Regions from separate parts of the Muntiacus reevesi genome. Here region 1 is linked to region 2. A link is a contact called in public Hi-C data. All regions are on one chromosome and are shown on one strand. Each heading gives the region's core, a stretch centred on a gene start, on an enhancer-like site or on the middle of the called end of the contact. The rest is flanking DNA. Distances are from core to core; before and after follow the strand shown.

Evidence for each region. A called contact is a pair of places that touch in the nucleus more often than the background predicts.
Region 1: a contact with region 2 is called in a Hi-C map of muscle, with 8 times the contacts expected there. The contact joins the promoter of CDYL here to the promoter of RPP40 in region 2. A contact is called at or near these places in 2 of 3 Hi-C or Micro-C datasets (blood and muscle).

Annotation. Positions count from the first base shown.
Region 1 is chr20:49,798,695-49,805,543 of mMunRee1.1, forward strand. CDYL (chromodomain Y like) reads right to left here and starts at 4,773. Exons shown (of 7, transcript XM_065912856.1): 1 at 4,393-4,773. The coding sequence starts at 4,416.
Region 2 is chr20:49,671,380-49,678,599 of mMunRee1.1, forward strand. RPP40 (ribonuclease P/MRP subunit p40) reads left to right here and starts at 2,248. Exons shown (of 8, transcript XM_065912869.1): 1 at 2,248-2,396; 2 at 4,217-4,361; 3 at 5,605-5,673; 4 at 6,341-6,436. The coding sequence starts at 2,274.

The sequences.
Region 1 (6,849 bases), core at 3,523-6,022, 130 kb after region 2:
ACACACTACAGATGCTGGCTCATCTTGACCAACATTCATGGAAGGTCTCTTGACGTTTGTGACTTCCATCCGACCTACACAGACAATCTGATTGATAACTGTGCTTCTAGTCCATGTATGGAAAAGTCTTGCAATGCACAGGAGAGAGGTTACAATCTTCTCCCAAAGGGAGGAGAAAGACTCCAATCACTTTAAACTCTCCCCCAAATCCTGATTATCATTCCAAACTAATTAACCTGAAAATATGTTTTATAAGCAGATGTAATTTCATTCTTAAAAGTTTACTTCCATTTTTGACTGCCTGAAACACGTGTGTGTTGGATAAATGTTTTCTCAGAAGGCCAAGACCAGATAACTGAAGTCTTTCTGAAATTTAAATTAGCTATTACACTAGTTCTCAGGGGGAAAAAAGCCACACCCAATGAGACAAAGAATGATCAAGATAAAAGAATACTGTTTCCATTGTTTTCGATTCTTCGCTCAGCCCACAAGAACTCAATCTGATGGTTATTTGACCACTAGATATATTAAGATCCTCGAGTTCACAGTTTTCTTTGGTGATAAAATCAATTCACTTGACACTTTGAAATCTCAAAGCAAAGAAAGTCTGCTTTCAGGGTGTTGAGCGTGCGATGGTTCTTTTTTTAAAGAATGGAAGAAGATAAAGATGTTTCATGGAGTAGCGTTACCAACTGCTCTGAGATGCTACCGTGACTCAGGCTTCACTCTTCTCGGGAGCCGTGGTCTCATTCCCATTTCACAGATGAGGGCATTTGGGGGAGATTCGGCTACTTAAGATATACAGCTCTTCCCTTCCTGACCCAGAAGGGAAGACTGGAACCCACACTCTGGCTCTAAGCCTAGTGCTGGGATTGGGGTTAGAAGCCCTTTAACTGCTCCACGCCCCACGCTCCATGCTCCCCAGCCCCGTGCAAACCTCGCCTCCAGAACAGCTAACCATCGAAAACTGAGGTCAGCAAACTAAGACCCACAGGACTGATCGAGCCCACTGCCTGTTTTGTAGAATCCATAGGCTAAGATTATATTTTTTTTCACATTTCCAAGTGATTCTTTTTTTTTAAAAGGAAGACAATTACACAACATGTAAAAATTATATGAAATTTGAGTTCTACCACCCAGGAAAAGCTTTCCTGGAGCCTGGCCTGTGGATGCTTCTGAGCAACAGCACCAGGGCTGAGCGGTGGTAACAACCAGCCCCGGCCTGCAAGGTCTCCAGTATTAACAACTGTGGTCCTCGAAGCAAAGTGTGTGGCTGCGGCTGCTAAGTCGCTTCAGTCTGTGCAAAGCCACAGACGACAGTCCATCAGGCTCTGCTGTCCCTGGGGTTCTCCAGGCAAGAACACTGGAGTGGGTTGCCATTTCCTTCTCCAACACATTAAAGTGAAAAGTGACAGTGAGTGGCTCAGTGGTGTCCGACTCTCAGAGACCCCATGGACTGCAGCCCACCAGGCTCCTCCGTCCATGGGATTTTCCAGGCAGGAGGACTGGAGGGGGCACCACTGCCTTCTCTGAAAGTGTGTGGATCCCTGACCTAAAGGACACTTAAGTTCTTATGTACACTATAAACACCGTAGGATGGGTAAATGTAGAAAAATCTGTCTCCCCTGATCCTAGCTGCTGGAGACGCAGGAGGTAAATAGATCTGTCCCTCAACCAACAACAGCTCTTCAATGCTCAGAAAGGCTGATGCTGCTTCCATCTTTCTAGGCTCTCTCTCTTTTGTATTCCCGAGGCACAGCTACCATCACCCCTTCACCACTGACCAAGGACCTATCACTTCAGACCAGAAACCGTGCTAAGCATCAGAGATCTCATTTCTTTTCAGGTGAGAAAACAAAAGTTAAGGAACTCACCCAAGTTCAAGAGGCCTTGTTCTTACCACCCCAAGTTACTTCAAAATGCAAGACTCTGAACTTCTTTGCCAACATATCCCTGTGGAATTGTGGAGGGGGAGCCCAAACAAGAAACTTCTACTTCGATTTAAGCAGAACTGGACAAGACCAGGCAACTGGTGCCCTAGGAACTGGTTACTAACGTAGCCTGGCGCTTCCCACTCCATTCCCCTCCCCACCTGACAAGCAGCCAGGCAGATGCAGTGTTTACTTCACACAACTGCCTCACAAGGAATATCGCCTTGATTAAACCAGGACAACTCTATACCTTTGGAAACAAAACCAGACCTCAGAGAGGCACCTTAGATCAGTTAAAACACAATAACAACCATCTTCTTCTGAGCGCTCTCTCTGGAAACCGTGGGTCTGCTTTACATGTTTTTTTTTCATTTAAACTTCACATCTCTATGAGGGAAGCTTTGATTCCAATTTTACAGATGAGGACACTGAGCTTTCAAGGTTAATTTGCTCAAGGTGATGTCAAAAACTAGGTTTTCTGACTCCAAATCCAGGCTCTCAATCGCTACGCAGGACTTTCAGATAAACTTGCAATCCTAATATAGACACGGTGCTGCCTACAAGTAAAGGAGAAGTGAGAAAACTCACTTGGAAAGACGCTGACCACAGGATCGACTGTCACCTCAACTGGACCCCCTGCAACACTTTTCCCTAAAATCAGAACTCCGAATGACCAGCTCCGCTGTGCAGGTGGGTTGTTCCTCTGCGATGTTCTTCGTTCTCCCGAGAGAAGCTCTTGGGAGGTACAAACCATCCCCATCCCCATCCCTCCCTGGCTCCCCATGGAACCTCCACGGGGCAGGCATTCAACGACATGCTCTATGAACGCAAGCTCTGCACAGAAGGTGACTTATAAATGAACGCTGCCACCAGAGCAGAAAACCTGAAGATACAGAATAAGCGAAGAACTAAACCTGGTTCATAATGCACTAGTGCTCAAAGTGCTGTCTTCAGAATAATTTGTGACACGAGATACAACTCACGTACAAGGTGCTACCCTCACCCAAACACTAAGGGGACAAGGGACCCGACTGCATATTTATAACCTCACAAATGAAGAAAGCGTGAACACTCAGGCCTAAAATCTTCACCAACAGTCTAATGTAGAAACCAAAATCCCTCCTGTCCTTGTGCTATGTACTTTCCCAACTGTATGTCTCAGCCTCTAATTCCTGGTCTTTCCCAAACACCACTTTCTTTCTTAGAAAGAATGAAAGCTTGAGAACAGGAGACTTTTTTCTTTTTTCCCCTTTAGTACCCTAAATGGGGCTTCCCAAGTGGCTCGGGGTAAAGACTCCTCCTGGGAGTGCAGGAGACTCTAGTTCAGTTCCTAGGTTGGGAAGGTCCCCTGGAGATTGAGGAAATGGCCACCCACTCCACTATTCTGGCCTGGAGAATCCCATGGACTGAGGAGCCTGGTCTGGCTCCTGTCCAAGGGGTCGCAAAAAGTGGGACACGACTGAGTAGGCACGCACACCCAAATGACCCAAGACAGTTAGTTATCTTGAATACACGAGGGGACAGCCAATGTGTAAAGAACTTGAGCAGAATGGCACACCTTCAGTGCCAGCTAAGGTACACTGACCACGTACAATGTCGGGCAGACCACGGATTCTACGGAAGGCAGCCTCCTCCTGGGAACTTTCGCACAAAAAGTTGCTAGAAGGCCACCACGGATGGCACCCCACAGCCGCACGCTGTGCCAAGGGCGGTAACGCAGCGGCAGGAGAGGACACCTCGGAAGGCTCGGCCGGTTCTTATTAAGGGATCGCGGGGGGCCAGAGGGGCTCTACGCGTTACAGACGCTTCCCTACGTCCCTAAACACCCAGGTCCCTAAACGCACCGGAGGTGACCCCACCGAGTAGCCACAAGTGCAGTCTCTTACGAAGCTGTATTTACAAACACGCACCCGAAAGCACAGAGTGCTCTCCAAGCGTCGGCACTCCCCAGGAAGTCGACTTTGCAACGCGTCAAGAAGTTACATCGGGGCGCACAAGACACGCCTGGAGATCCAAGCCGACAACCGCACCGCTCCAAGTCGACGCTGGCAAACCCGTGGCCCAGAACTCGCGGTTCCGACGGGGGCCCCCTTCTCGAAGCTCGCACCGCCGCGGCGCAAAAATGAATGACGGTTGGATCCGCGTTAGGTTTAAATTTCCTGGCTCCGGCCACAATGCCAAACCTAATTAGAGCATGCGGTCAACGCTCGGCCCTCTCGGCGCGGTGTCGGGCAGCGCTCGGGCCGGCGACAGAGTCGGGAGACAGTCGCACTCGTCCCCGCACCCCCCGCCCCCCAACCCCGCAGGCGAAAGCCCCCCCGCCCCGCAGCGCTCCGCCCCGCGCCCCCGCGCCCCGCCGCCGGCACTCCGGCCCCGTCCGCGCTCCGGCCCGCAAACTCGGGCGCGCGCGCTTCCGTCCAGCAACCCGCGACCGGGGCGGGGGCCGGGGGAGGGGAGCTACCTCGTACAGCTCCTCGGAGGCCATGGCGGGCGGCGGGGCGCGCGGCGCGGGGCAGGGCCGGCGAGGCGCCGCGCCGCCGGCGGCCCACACTTTGTTCCAGTCGGGTCCCTGCGTGGCCTGCGCTTCCTGCTCCGCGAGGCGCCGGGCGGGTGGGCGCTCACTCCTGCCGCTGCGGGCCGCCGGCCGGGTCGGTGCGCAGGAGCAGCTGCGCAACGCGCCCTCCGCGCCGCGCTCACTCCGCGGCGGGCCGGCTGGGGCTCGGGCTCATCGCGCCGCCGCGGGGCCGGGCCGGGCTGGGGCGGGCGCGGCGGCGGTGCACGGCGGCGCGCGGGCTCCGCGGCTCCCCCTCTCCGCGGTAGTGCAGAAAGCTTCCTACTTGCGGCCGAAAAACCTGCCCCGGCTACTGAGCATGCCCAGTGCGGCCGCCCGGCTCGGCCGAGCCACGCTCCGGGTTTTCGGGCCGCCCGCGCGGGGGGGCGGGGGGGGACGGGGCGGGGCGGCCGGCGGCCGGGGCGGCGCGGGGAGTGGCGGGCCGCGCTGGGGCCCGGCGGCCGGCAAGGCGGGCAGGAAGGGGCGGGGTCTGACTCGGGGGCGGGGCCGCGGGCGGGGGTGGGGCTTGCTCGCCCCAGGGCCCTCCGGAGGTCGGGCCGGGCCGCGCGCCCGCCTCGACGTGGGGGGCGTGGCCGCGGCGCGCGGGGGCGGGGCCTACTCGCCCCAGGGCCCTCCGGAGGTCTGGCCGGGTCGAGCGCCCGCCTCGACGTGGGGGGCGTGGTCGCGGCGCGCGGGGGCGGGGCGAGGGCGGGGCGAGCTCGCCCCAGGGACCTCCGGAGGTCGGGCCGGGCCGCGCGCCCGCCTCGACGTGGGGGGCGTTGCCGCGGGGCGCAGGGGCGTGGCCTGATGGCGGGCGTGGCCTGAGGGGCGGGGCCTGCTCGCCCCGGGGATCTCCAGAGGTCGGACCGGGCCGCGCGCCCGCCTCGACGTTGGGGGCAGAGGGCGGCGGCGCGCACGGGGGCGGGCACCGGCGGGCCAGAGGTTGGGCTCGGGGCCTCGCCGCCCGGCGCCCGTAGCCCGCCACCCCGACGGCAGTGGCGCGCGGAGCCCGTCCGGGCCGGGCCAGCCCGCCGAGGGCTGGCGGCGTGGCCAGGTGGAGCCCCCGCCCAGCCACGTGCCCGCCTCCCCCGCGGCCGCTGCCAAGTCCCGGAGCCGGAGCGCGCACCCGCTCGGCGGCAGGCCGGGGGGCGGGGGCCGGGGCGGCGCGAGGGCGCGGCCGCCTGCGCCCGGCCCGCAGCTTCCCCCGCGCCGGGCCTCCCTGTTCCTCTTGAGCGCCCGCCTCCCCCGAACAGGAGCTGGGAGGAGGGGCCGGGCTCCGGGGAAAAGTCTGGGTTCCCAGGGAACGGGGCTGTCAGTCGTGGTTCTCCTGGGCGGGGCGGGGACAGCTCGGTGACCGGCGATGGGCAAGCTCCCCCTGCACTCGCCGCGGGAGAGGGGCGTCGTAGGCCGGCCCCCTGGGCACACCTGCCGGGACCCTGGACGTCACCCCATCGCTGCGAAACGAGGAAGGAGCTGCGTGGCTCGACTGCCCCAAACAGCCGGCCGCCGGCAGCCTCCTTGCGAGGAGAAGGGGACCTCGCGGGGCCCTGCGGACAGGCCGCTTCACGTGGCCCCATCAAACCCAGCCCTCGCCGTCCCCGGGGCATCTTCCCCGGCCGCCCCGATCCCGGTGCCCCCGGCTCCAGGGAACTAGAAACCGACCTCCGAAAAACAAGGCTCCTCCCACCAGTTTCCTTCTTCAAACCCCATTCGATGGTGCCCCGTACGCAGTTTAATGACCAAAAGGCTTCTCACGGACCCCGCTGGCCTTCCTGCCACACCGTCCTCTACCTACAAAAGAAGCTCCCCCCACCCCGGTGAATTGGAATTCCAGCGTCCCCACGCCCACAAACGAGCGCAGCGCCTGCCCTTAAGTCACTTCAAGTCGAATCACCATTGTCTCCACGCCGCCTGCAACCCCCTCTGCCTGGAATGCCCCCCCATTCAACCGTGAACTCCTGCTCCGACGTCACCCCAAAAGCAAAGCCTCCTGACTTCCAGGACCGAATGAGTCACCGCAGCCACTCGGAGCTCACCTTTGCGGACTCTGTTTTGTCCACTCTTCCCTCCCACCCCGGTTTCTAGACTAGGACCTTCTTACAGATCGCATCTTCAAGTTTGACTCTCCAGCCCCCACACTATACCTACAAAGCAGGGTTTTTATTCTGTGAATTGGAATCCCGGCGTCCACAGCAAACCCCTGACACCTAATACAATTCTGATTCCATTATCTTACATCTTGACAACAGCATCGCAAAGTTCCCACCTTCTCAACCCGTCCAGGCAATTCTCTCTCCCTCCCAAACACGAGCTCCTCTTTGCCTTTCACTGAACGTATTATTTGCTACATCTGCTTATCGCCTCTCT
Region 2 (7,220 bases), core at 998-3,497:
GCTGTGCCCTCCAGGCCTGAGCCCACAAGGGCCAGAGCCCCAGCTTCAGGGGGAGCCTGATCCAGGCCCAACGGGAGGGCGGTGGCTCCTCTGCCCTCCTCACAGGCTGGAGAGCAGACGGGGAGCGAGCCCTTCGGGCTGACCACCTGCTGTCCACTGCAAACCCACCTTAAACTGGACCAGCCCCTCCCCGGGCCAGTCCTCTATTCGAGTGCAAGTTCATTTATACAAGTCTTTAATGTTTTGACTCCTGATGGAAGGTTAGGATCTGGGTATGGAAATATGGGTAAGAAGTATTTGTTAAACAACCGTATTTATGGGGCAGCTACCATGTGCTTGAATGGTGCGAGAGCTGGAGATGTGAATAGAGTATGCCCCTTGTCCTCCAGGGGCAGTAAGTGGTTGGAGAGTCATTCACACGTATTTACTATGTGCCCAGAACCCAGCAAGTCATAAAGAAGCGTCTCTACTGTTAATCGGTGTGTGGTGCAGACAGGTGTAGGTGCTGGGCCCTGGACACAATGTCATGTTGTTCATATATTCAAGAGGTCAGCCTGGATGCTGACTCTAGCAGGGCAAGACGGTCGGGAGGCTGGGACTGGCAGTGAGCAGAGAGAGGGGAAGGCGGCCGACGGTGTTGTAGGCTGGAGACACTGGGGAGGGGCTACAGAGCCATTTTGATGAAGTATTGTAGAGAAAAGCTGAAGTTTACACGTACAGAAGTTACAGGGAGCCTTCAAAAGTTAATACAACATTTTAACCTAAATGGCTTGTTAGAAGAGCTTCCTGTTGCTTTCACACGTTACTGGTAGACCGTCAGAATCGCAACAGTCACTTCGCAGAGCTTTGGAGTACCAGCCAAGGAGAGGTCCACCTCTGACATTGCAGGTCTAAGAGAGGCCACTGCTACTGAAATGTGTGGTGCCCATGAAGCAATGCCTTAAGCATCTTACATTCTAATACGGTATTTTTAAGTTGTATCTAAGTGCCTTGTGATTTAGGAAATCGGTAGTTTTTTGATCAACTTGCTATTCCTTTGTCATTCTTCCTATTTAAAATAATAGAAAACTGGTGTCCCTTAGAATATTTGCAGAGAAAATATGACATTTGAGGCATAGGAGTAATGATGAAAAACTGTCCAGTCTGTCTTAGTTTTAGATTAGATTTACACATGTGACTGGCGTGGGTTGCCATTTCCTCCTTTAGGGGATAGAACCCTCCTCTCTCATGTCTCCTGCATTGCTAGGAGGATTCTTTCCCACGAGCACCACTTGGGAAGCCCAGACTTACACATACTTATCTTCTAAATTGTCTTAGTGGTAAAGAATCCGCCTACAATTCAAGAGATGTGGGTTCAATCTCTGGGTCAGGAAGATCCCCTGGAGAAGGCAATGGCTACCCACTCCAGTATTCTTGACTGGGAAATCCCACGGACAGAGGAGCCTGGCGGGCTACAGTCCATGGGGTCGCAAGAGAGTTGGACACGACTGAGTACACACGCATCCATGCATCTTCTAAATTATTTAACTTCTATTCTTCCAAATCTTATAGTAAAAGTGATGCTCCAGAAAGTTGTGCCACAAATATTCTGTTGTTTTGCATCCTCTCTGCATAGAATTGGGCTGTGCAGACTCCAGTTTGAGAAGTGCGTAGTAGGACAGTACTTGGTCAGAAAGATTAGATGGAAAAACGAATTGTCACTATAACTTCCAATAGCAACAAACTATTAAAAGCGGTTCCAAAAGGCTATTTTCCTTTCTTTTCTTTTTTTCTTTTGTTTTTTTTTTTTTGGTTGCGCCGGCTTGTGGGATCTGCATTTCCCCAACCAGGGACTGAAGCCTGGCTCCAGCACTGTAAGACCGAATACAAACCCTGGATGGCTAGAGCATTCCCCAAAAGGACATTTGTAAAAGGATCTTAAAAGTGGTTCTGAAGGAGTCCCATTGAAAGTATCAAACAGAAACCTCCTTGACAGTTTGGAAAAGGGCAACCTGGGGCCCAGAGGAGGGAGTCTGGCCATAGAACTCACTCCCGGCAGCGCGCCTCTCCAGTACCCATCAGAGAGCTTCGGCTGAGGTTCCGGAGGCCTAGCCCCGCCCCCGGCGCTAGCCCCGCCCCTACCCGGGCCGCCTCCGCACGTGCGCCCTGCGTTCACTGCGCACGCCCGCGGGAAGGGGGCGGGGCGAGGAAAGGGGCGGGGCGGGGCGAGGAAAGGGGCGGGGCGGGGCGAGGAAAGGGGCGGGGCGAGCCGAGCCGGGAGGCGCGGGGAGAGGATGGCCACGCTGCGCCGGCTGCGAGAGGTGCCCCGGCACCTGCTGGTCTGCGAGAAGTCCAACTTCGGCCATGACAAGTCGCGCCACCGGCATCTCGTGGAGACGCACTATCACAATTACAGGGTGAGTCCTGGCCCTGGGTCCGCGAATCGCGCACCCTCCCTCCCGCGGGCGCCGGAGGCTGAGGGAGAGCCGGGCTCTGCTCCGGGGGCCCGCCTTCGTCGCGCGGCGGGGCGGGGCCCTCGCTCGGCATGCTGGGAGCTGTAGTCTCCGTGGCTCCAGGCTCGTGTGTTGACTCGCTTCAGGACCACAAGCCCCAGGGTGCACCGGTGCGGGGGCGGTGCCCCGACGTCGGAGGGCGGGGCAGGGTTCATGGGGGTCTCTGTCTGGCCCCGCCCCAGGCGTGCTGCGTCATGGGGGCGGGCCCGGGAGATGGGCGGGGCCAGGATGGGCGGGGGGGCCAGGATGGGCGGGGCGGCCGCGCTGCTTCCCCGCCGCTGGCTTCCTGCGCCAGCCACGCACCCGCGTGTCTCCCCGGAGCGTCGAGCCCGGTCCCGCACGGGAGCTGCTTGCTCCTCTGAATCGCTTACGGGCGTTGGTTTGATCCCTGAGGTCTTCCTTCTGTCCGCTGCCTTCCGCCTTGTCCAGCCAGAGCGCCAGGGCGACATTTGGGCACCTTTTGGCAGAAATTCGCCTCGGTGGCCTTGCCCACAGCGATGTTTGCTGCTGTTTCCTGGAAGCGTCGCCCGCCCCGGGGCCCTTTTCGCGCTGAGGCGTCAGTGGGGTTAGTTACTGGACCTGCTGAGAGGAGGAGACACCCCCGATTCCCGGGCGCTGTCTGCTGGGAAGGCTTCACCGACCCGTGCAAGTGGGGAGGACTCCAGACTAGACCTTAAAATGGAAGTCCGTGAAGCGTCTCACACTTTTAAGTTGATCAGCCTAATCTCAACTCAGGCCTCACTGGCCAGTGTCTCAGACACAAGTGGCGACCCCAGTCCTTTGGGGACACTGGTGTCCCCGCTTTGGGAGAGTGGCCTTTTTCAAGGTGTGGAGTAGCCGGGCACCGCTTGAAACCTGTCAGGTTGAACGTCTCTCCTCTGGGTGGAGAGCTCATCACAGACAGACGTCTGGGAGGTGCACAGTGTCCGCCCCGGCCCACGTGCAGAGCTTTTCTGTCAGGACAGTGGGAACACCCAGTGTCCCTAAATTCCTTACACCCTAAGGGACAGTTCCTCTGATTCCAGCCTAGTACCAGGATACACAGATCTGGGGATATTCACTTGTACTTGCAGTTGAGTCCCTAAGTCGTGTCTGACTCTGTGACCCCATGCACTATAGCCCATCAGGCTCCTTCTGTCCATGGGATTTTCCAGGCAAGAATACCGGAGTGGGTTGCCATGTACTTTTCCAGGGGATCTTCCTGAACCAGGGACTGAACCCACGTCTCTTGCATTGGCAGTCAGATTCTTTACCACTGAGACTCCAGGGAAGCCATCATTCGTACTGTTTCCCTAAAAATTAGTTAATGTAGTGACAGGAACAGGATATCAAATATATTGTTTATTTTCAAAAGATAAAACTCAAGCAAGAGTTTCCCATTAAAATTATTTTTTTCATTCAATTTTCCTATACTGTACACTTGAATTCAGAAATGGAAAACTTGAATTGTTGGATTTCTCTTTTCCTGAGATTAGTAAATTAATTTCAGAGTTTTGTTGAGAGCTGTGGAGGAATGGTTAATAGCCTTAATTATGTTGTGTTGTCACTAAATCCTGGGTGTTGATCTGCATGAAAATAAAAGTTGTTTAAACCTATAGTGGAGTATAATCTGCAAAAATACTGAATTACATGCTGTACACATGGAACTAGTATAATAATGTAAGTCAACCATGTTTCTATTATTAATAAAAAAAATAAGTTTTTTATATTGTATATTCCAATAGGTTTCCTTTCTGATTCCTGAATGTGGGATGCTATCAAAAGAACTGAAAGATCTGGTCATGGAATTTGGACCCTATTACTTTGTGAAGGCTTTACCTCTTTATGAGTTAATCACACATGAATTCATCAATACTTTTGTCAAGAAAGGTAAGAAAAACCGTGTAGTGTCTGTGAACGTGGTGGGATGCGGAAGGTCAGGGAGGTCACATCGCAGATCCAGGGCTCCTGCCTTGTTCGAATCAGACTGATGGAGCTCGTCTGCGAGGTCAGGCGTGTGCAGCCCGCCCTCCGCCCCTCAGCAGCTCAGCCTGCTCCGTGCGCCCTCAGGTTGGGTTTCTGATTTACGGGTCCACACGCATCCCGTGGGGGTTTTGTCACACACGGCTCGTGGAGAGGAGAAGCTTTGCTGCACTGTGTTCAGATGCAGTGCCGTCGGGCGTGGCTGCAAGGGACCACTGTGCTCCATGCAGCGCCCACAACAGCCGTCTCAGCACAAGGGTCTCCTGGTGCGGCCACGCTGCCTTCTGCAGGGCCAGGTGCTGACGGGGGCCCCGCGTCTTCTGCTTGGACCCTGCGGCCCTCAGTCCACCTGTGTCTGCTGGGTTGACTGGTTTGTTCCAGTTACCTCCTGGGAGCCACTCGTTTGAAACCATTCCAGTGTCTTTAAGGATCTGTCCTCACTGCAGGCATCACTGCACAGGAGCCGCTGGCCTCTTGTCTTTGGTCTCACCGACTTGATTCCTTTCGTCAGTTTTGAAACTAGATACTGAGGAATTCCCTGGCGGTCCAGTGGTTAGGACTCCAGGCTTTCACTGCCCAAGGCCTGGATTCAGTCCTTGGTCGGGGAACTAGGATGACACAAACTATGTGGTGCAGCCAAAAAAAAAAACAGTTCGATGCTCTAATTGCTAATGATGTAGGCCCTGGGCATGGCAGGCACTTTTCCATGGGTGACTCGATGTAACCCCAGCAACAACGCTGTGAAATGGGCCTTCAGCCCCATTTTACAGGTGAGGAAATTGAGGCTCAGGGAGATCGCGCCGCTCTCTTGACTTCACATGAGTTCTTGGCAGGTTTGAGTCCTCACCCGGAACTCGGCCTCGCTGGTGTGTGCCCTCACCTGCTCTTCCACTCTGCGCCTCTCTGCAGCGTCCGCAGAGGTGCGCGCGTTCGCCACGCGGTGGTAGTCGGCTTGCACAGACAGGCCATGGGTGGGGATGTGGACGAGCTGGGCCTGGCCTTGTCTTCCACCTTCACCATGGCCGGTTTAGGGTTACTGAGTGAGCGGGACCCGTAACCCGGAAGATTGGTTATCATGTCAAACTCATCCACTGACTTCTTGCAGGTGTGTTTTTTTTTCCCTTAATTTCTCCTCTGGGCTGTCTTTCAGGTTCGTGCTATGCGCTGACATACAACACAAATATTGATGAGGATAATACTGTTGCCCTGCTGCCAAATGGTAAGCATACTCATTTTTCCTTCGTTCTTAAGGAAATGCAAACTGTAAAAAAGAAAAAGTCAAATCATACAGGTGTGAGTAAAGTGACGGTCCACCCTTTCATCCAGCTCCTCCCAGACTCATTCCCATTCTTAGCAGTCACTCTTATTAGCAGGTAGGTGTTTATTCTTCTAGACACGTTCTATGAATTTAAAATCACACATACAGGTTGTTCTTTTTTTAAAAAAAAGACATATATTATGTCACATTCTATTGTTTCTCAATTTTCTTTTTTCCCGAAGCTCTATATCCTAGACATCTTTCCATATCAGTGCATACAGCTTTAATTTACTATGTTTAATGTCTTGAAAATATCCCAGAGGAGTGTACCGTAATTTGTTTATTCTTTCTTTAATAAAAAGTTAGATAATTTCTAGTTTCACTGTAATAAATACTGTGTTTGTGCATGTAATTGTAAATGATACTCTTGTTTATAAGTAAGATATATATGGATAAATAATATACTTGTATTATAAAAAGATCTTTATGTGCACTGGTATTTAACTGCTTAATTTGCCTTGCTTTCTCTTAGAGAATGTGTTATATTTTTATTTTATTTTTTAACACCAAAAACATGAGAACACATATGTTTAATGTCTCTTTATGGGAATTATTATTTGATTTATAGGGAAATTAATTTTATCACTGGATAAAGACACTTATGAAGAAACTGGACTTCAGGGTCGTCCGTCTCAGTATTCTGGCAGGAAGACCATGAGATTCAGTAAGTATGGGCTCTCTCCATCAGTTTCTCACAAAAGATAGCAGTCAATTCAGATTTACACCTTTGAACTGCTGCTCTTCTCTTTGTGTAAAGCAGTGTGGCTTTGTCTGTCTGTAAAATTCCTTATCAGAGAGGACGAGATCCTACTATGCAGCCAGGTGATTTTAGCAACTGCATCTCATGAAGGTCGTAGACTTGGACCTGGTCTGTTAGATACGTGTGTTTGGGGTCGCAAGTTCAAAGTGATGAACCCAGCTTGTCCTTTTTTTAAATCTTGCATTGAGGCGTGGCTGATGTGCAGGGTTGTGTTAATTACCGCGGTACAGCGGAGTAACTGGGTTATACACGTGTACACGTTGCTTTCCGTGTTCTTTTCCGTGATGGTTTAGCACAGGGTATTGACTCTAGTTGCCTGTGCTATACAGTAGGCCTTGTTGTTTACCCATTCTACATATACAAATTTTTATCTGCTCCAACTTGGTCTTAGTACAGAATTTCCTTTAATTTCCCCAAGTGTTATGACCCTAGTAGAAATTCACCCATGCCTGAGGAGGTGTAGCTCTGCTGACAGTCTGCTTGAAAGTCAGTGGTCGTGGCTCCCACCGGCACACCTTGATTAGAGATGATCTCTGCCCGTGGTCTTTGACTGGGAAAGTGTGAATTTTAAACACCTGTTGTAATTAGCTCAATTCCTGAAATGCCCATCAAAAGCAGAGTTTTGATTTGGTAAACCAAAGGGAGGGTAAGGAAGACAAAGTGACTTTTTTCATCCATGAATTTTCTA